Linked DNA regions of Ovis aries: region 1 is linked to region 2. Evidence: chromatin contacts called from public Hi-C data. All regions are on one chromosome and are shown on one strand. Each heading gives the region's core, a stretch centred on a gene start, on an enhancer-like site or on the middle of the called end of the contact. The rest is flanking DNA. Distances are from core to core; before and after follow the strand shown.

The links. Hi-C and Micro-C count contacts between places; a contact is called where the count stands out from the background.
Region 1: a Hi-C map of hypothalamus shows a contact between it and region 2, with 2.6 times the contacts expected there. The contact joins two enhancer-like sites. A contact is called at or near these places in 6 of 16 Hi-C or Micro-C datasets (blood, hypothalamus, omental adipose tissue and 2 more).

Annotation. Positions count from the first base shown.
Region 1 is chr16:12,477,786-12,480,702 of ARS-UI_Ramb_v3.0, reverse strand. No RefSeq gene overlaps it. Among named protein-coding and RNA genes, the nearest start is that of CD180, 27 kb to the left of the region's middle. Within about 2 kb of position 1,377, at least 22 of the 54 cell types and tissues checked have an H3K27ac peak or open chromatin away from gene starts, as enhancers often do.
Region 2 is chr16:11,561,121-11,564,096 of ARS-UI_Ramb_v3.0, reverse strand. The region is part of intron 1 of PIK3R1 (phosphoinositide-3-kinase regulatory subunit 1); the gene reads left to right. Among named protein-coding and RNA genes, the nearest start is that of PIK3R1, 49 kb to the left of the region's middle. Within about 2 kb of position 1,441, at least 2 of the 54 cell types and tissues checked have an H3K27ac peak or open chromatin away from gene starts, as enhancers often do.

The DNA.
Region 1 (2,917 bases), core at 128-2,627, 920 kb before region 2:
ACCCCTTGGGGCAATGATGAGTGTTGGAGGATAAATAATGCCCACATCCCATGCTATTCAGGGAAGCATCAGGGTCTCATTCTACTAGGCAGTTCAAAGCATCTCAGGGCTCTGGAGCTGTAGCTGCCCATTTGAGTGACTAGTTCAGTGAAGTGGCTTTGGATCAGCTCAGCTTCCCTTCTTTCCCTGTTTAAATCTGCTTAGTCCTCTACTCCTGTTCCTGGGAATCGCGTCCCAGCGTAGATGATCTTGTCTCAGGCTCCGCTTTAAAACCAGCTTCACTATGTTAACGTTTTTCTAGACTGAGAGATGTTTGGAAACTATTTGCAAGTCTCAAAAAGTAACCCCTAAATAAAGATGGTACAGAATACAAGTAAATAGGATAGCATCCGCTACATAATAATGCTACAGTGAATGAAATGTTTTGTGAACTAGGCATTTTTATTCCGTCAGTCAGGAGATGGACGCAGACAATTGCTCAGTTTTATAAAAAATAATTCTCCATAATTTTACAGCTGTGTCTTAAGTTGTAATTGAGTAGTGATGTTCTGATCATTGCTTTATAGATGGTGAGGCCCTGACACAGCAGCTTTCACTGAGCAAGTGGTGAGGCCCTAGAAGACTCCTGTCTTTCCCATAAAAGGTCAGTGCAAGGAGCCTGGATGTGAGATCCTATACGTATACCAGTGGGCCAGATGGCTTGCTCTGATGTGCATGACCGTATGTGTGTGTGTGCACACACAGGTATGTATGTGTATTTGTTTCTTTTTTAAAACACACAAATGTGTTCCAATCTAATGATCTTAAATATTGCAATCCTTGGATTATGTGTAAAAAAATGACAAGTTTTGAAAATGAAAAGTACTGGGCAGTGAAATTGGCATCTAGAACCCTGTGCAATTCAAAGGTTTAAATCACAGGATTTTAGGATCTTTTACAGCTAGGAAAAAAGAAAAAAAGTCACTGAGGGCAGATGGTTAGTAACAGAACCCAGGCTAGAACCTCGGCCTGGGGAACTGCCTTCTCATGGTGCTTCTGTTATACCACACTGCCTTCTCTTGGTGATCCATCTTTTAAACCAGAGGTTGGCAGACTTTCACTGTAAAGGTCCAGATAGTAGGTAACTTAGGTCTTGCAGGCCTGTGGTTGTGTCACAGCTCCTCGGTGAGAGCAGCCGTAGAGGATACTGCCGTAAATGAGCATGGCTGGGTTCCAGTGCAGCTTTAGTTACAAACCCCTGTGGTAGGCCTGATTTGTCCCCTGTTTTACAGCATTGGCGTCATGGTAGTTTCTGCCTGATGGTCACCAAAAGGCTACTGAGTCCTAGAGAATTAAAGCCACCCCCCAGCCTGTTGGTGAGCTGGGCTGTTGCATCTGCGCCCACACACGACTGGGCTTCCTTCCAGGTCAGGGTCTGGTCAGACTGAGCCAGCAGCTGAGGGAGTGAGCCTGGCACCTGCAGCACTCTGGTTTCCAGAAGGAATCACAAATCCCCTTCCTGTGCAGATAAAGGAACAATTGTACCACGGGAGAACTTACTGGAAAGTAACGCAGGGTCACCAGGAAGGAAAAGGAATTCACTCCTTGGTCACAGTCCTTCGTCTGGGTTGGGAGTCGCTCAGACTTGGAAAGGTCAGTGAGGATGCCTGTCTGATTTTGGCAGGCCTCCAGGGCTCTGCACTCACGGCATGAAGCACTGTGCTTGGCTGATTTCTGTGCCGCTTCCTTTGGCTGCTCCAGTGACCCCGTCCTCTTCACAGTCAGGTATATAATTCACCCCACTGTTTCACCCCCCGCTCAGATTTATCGTCTGCCAGTGCTAAGCTTTTCTTCCTGTTCATCAAAATCTCTAGTAGACAAAGATTGTCTCCTCTCAGTTTCATCTTCCACAAACTTGACACCTTGACTTGTGAGTCCCAGGTCTGAGGACCTACAGGACAAATGTCTTTCCACAGAAGGTCAATGAAAGAAGCATGGATTAAACCCTATGCTTATGTCAGCGAACTGAATGACTATTTCAGTTCGTGTGCATTAATATGTGTGCATGCGTGTGTATGTGTTCACATGTGTGCCTGTGTGTACATATGTGTGTGTGTATCTGAGTTTGACCTTTCAATCAGGAGCTCAGCTTCCCTTTGGGCCTCTCTGAGCAGGAAAGATCTTTCGGTAGCTCTTGGCTGGACTCATGAGTGGGTGTTCCCCAGCCATCATTCTCAAGTCTTCACTCCTCTCTCGGTTTTCACCCTGTGAATTCATACAGTGGTCTTACAGGTGGGATGATGCTTTCAATGGATTTAATCATCTCATCCTGAAAAGAGTACATGCATCACTTGTTTTGATGATCAGCTGGTCAGGACTGCTGCTGGGCATAAGCTCCTAATGGATGTCTAAATCCCCGGGCCTGAAATGACTTAGGAAAACAAGGGGCATTATTAGCAGTTCTCCAAGTAGCACTCTAGCGCCTGGGGAAAGGGTCGCTGATAGTTCTGTGAGAGGAAGCAGAAACAGAGAGGAAGGAAGAAAGGAAGGAATAATTCATAAACAACCAATTCCTTTAGCACCTGGCTCTGGTTCCTACTGCTGTGAGAAGAATACCAATGGCTTCGATATTCCATTGTTTGTTTCTGGGAAGTATTTGCTTACTGTACGGAGTGGCCTGGATCTCAGACTGGCAACAGGGCAGAAAATGTGGTCAATATGAAAGGAAAACTCCAGCCAAAGTGCTTTAAATCACATTAGTTGTTCTTTTATAACCCGCTTTGAAATTCTTACTAAATCTCTCGTTGATTTTTAGTTACACTCCTTTCCTCTGAAGAGTGGTGTATTCTTAAAGGTTCTGTTCTCCTCACATTATTGCTATTTTGTTAGTTTCTTTAATGGCCTACTTTGTTTTGATGTAATCTTTTTCATCCTTAGT
Region 2 (2,976 bases), core at 192-2,691:
CTCAGCTTCACTGCTTTCATAGCATTCTTTTAGGATCCCAGCCTGACTTCATCCACCCTGCACTGCTTCTTTTAACTCAGAAATTGAGGGCCACAGAGAAACATGCTGGCCGTCAGGGTGAAGCAGCTTTTTAGCATTGGTGTCTGTGGTCTTCTATCACTCTTGCAATGGAGAGATTATAATATATACATTCATCCGTGTTCTTAGGTTGGCTGGAATATTATTTATGCTTTGCAAAATTCCCAAGAGTGGTGCTTGGAACTTTGGTCTGCAAGCCATTTCGCATTAAAATGCAGATAACATCTTTAAAAACCACGAAGTCATGGGCTTTGCAGGCTTGGTAACTGAGTGCCTCTGTGGTGTGGTTTTACTCTTTTTTTCTGAAGTACTTGGTTGCAAGTAGTGGGACACAACTCATAGGGGCGTATACACTGAAACCTTTAAAAATAGTATCTATTTATTCCACTTAGCACATCTTTCAAAACAACTTTGATGACCCCAACTAGATGTTTTTCTGGTCTTAAATGATAACATCCTGAACTTATTTATTAACCTGGTCTTTCTCGCCCTTGACCACTCCCCTCTGCTTTTTTTCTTTATCTAGTTTCTCTCTCGAGGATCTCAAAAACAAACACATATGCCCTCATTTTGTAATCTTTTAAAGGGTCTGGATATGGAAGGCATTACTGTTATCCTTCTTTCTTTTACTGTTGTGGTGTGAAGTGGATTGTCGCTGAAGCACTGACCGCGAGGATGGTTGGGTGTCTTCAGTGATCATCCAGTCTCAGCTTTGCACACCCACCGAGATCCTGAGCATTTTAATGATCTTAATTAGACGTGTTCTGATGATTCATTCATAGCAAAGTACTAAAGGACCATATAAGTGGGTGTATGTTTTCAGAGAAGATCATGCTTGGAATTTCTGTAGAAGAATTTTACCGCAGACCCTATTAAAATCATCCCTGTCCCTCTGATATGACACAGAAAGCTTTGTTAACTTCCATTTCAGTGTGATTGTTTATCAGACCTTTCCTAAGAGACTGGTTTCTGAGTGGGGGTGGCGGGTGATGCGAGAGACCGTGGGGCCCTGAGTGGTCTCAGGGCTGAGGGAGGAGGGTTAGCAAGAAAGCGAGATGATGGAGGAAGAAACGTTTGCCAAGCAGGACACAGGTTTAGGAGGAGAAGATGGAGGTGCTCAGGACAGGCGCCTGGTTTTCCGTTGTTTTAGGCCTTGCCCTGTTGAGGAAGGCCAGTGCGTCCACCTGGCCGGCTCGGGGTTACATGAGTGCTTGTCCTCTGCAGGGCATGGCCACACCGGGGAGAGGCGGACGTGCTTTATGGTGCATCCCGGTCACTTCTGTGGTGGGTACCGCAGGGACGTGGGCCACTGCATGGTCTATAGTCCGAGGTGGGGACCCCAGAGAGGGAGTTGCTCAGGACCCAGCCAGGCCCCACTCACCTCCACACCCTGTCATTTCTCTCCTCGTCAGTATTCTGAATTACAGGAGCAAGCATAGGGGCTCGTAACTCAAAGAGATGTGATAGACTCACAGGGGAAGCTGCGTCTTCATCGGGAGAAGTCACAAAGTCCCTCTACCCACAAGTTTCACCCCCTGTCATCTACCAAGTAGCCTGCTGAAGTGCAGACTTTACCATGAGCAACCAACCCATTAATACAGGCCTGGCCTTTATTAATTTTAAGTTGGTCCTAATGCCTTTGGCCTATTATCTGTGGAAGATCCTAAAAGGGAGTGATAGAGTATGGTAGTCGGTAGGATAGGGAAAGGGGCTTTCACTACTCTGAAGTTATGATACTTTACATCTTGCAGAGCAGTATTCTCCTTCCTTTGTTAGACAATTTTTGCAAAACACATTAATTGACATTTTCAAACATTTACTGTATATGGTGTTACTTAGAGTTTTGTTTTGTTGTTTTTTTTCCTAACACCATAATATCATTTTATTGTTCATCAGTAATCTCTGAGTTCTTCATATACCATCTTCAAGTGCTGTGTAAGGAAAGATCTATTACTTATGGTTGTTAAAATTTTGGTGATATGTTACATAGGTATTTTAACGTATTGTTGACAGAAATACACAACACAGTTGCTCAGTTATTTTCAAACAGCTAGTTCAGTTCTCAACCATTGTTCAGAGAGCGCTTGAAAAGATCTTAGAAATAATCCACTCCTTATAGTTTTATGTCTAAGAAAACTGAGATCCGGAAAGAGTCAACTTAGAGGAGTCCAACATTCCTTCATCAAAAGGCTTTTATGTATCAGGCACTTCACAAAGTGCAGGGTCCAGTGATTATCATCATTGCTCCAGTTCCCTGCCCTAGAGACACCACCCGGTGGAAGAGAGGCAGAGGTGTCATTTGAACCTGGGTCAAACTAATTCTAAAGTGATTGCTCTTTCATTAAGTACCTAAGGTTTCTTAATTGAGCACCTCAGATAGATTGTAATCTGTCCAGAGTCTTATCTTCCAATGGTCCTTGTAGAACAAGATTTCTTAAATATTTGAGGTACAGGGACCCCTTTATAAATGCATTCAGTCAGCTGATCATATCCTCTGTGTCCTTGTACACTGAGTTTAGGGCACATTCCAGGAGTGATTTCCCTAACCTATATTCTCGTCATGATCTTGAGCCCCTTTTTGGAAATACGAGTTTGCAGCTGAAGTGAATCTCCTGGCTCTTAAGTGTAGGTGTTGTGGACCTAGTTTTACAGACCATACTCTTCAGCCAGTTTTCCTGGGTATTGCCACCATAAAGCACATTATGCGAGGGTTTCACCTGCAGAGTCAAAACCGGAAACCATTCACACTGACACCTCAAAAGCCATGCTACCTTGAAGAACTCTGGGTCAGCTGCCTTTCAAGGAGCCAGCTCATGCAGACTTTTGCTTAGAAGTTCAGGCAGTTCGAAAATTCGTGCTGCCTTCAGCCCCGTAGACCTTATGCCAGAAAGAGCCCAG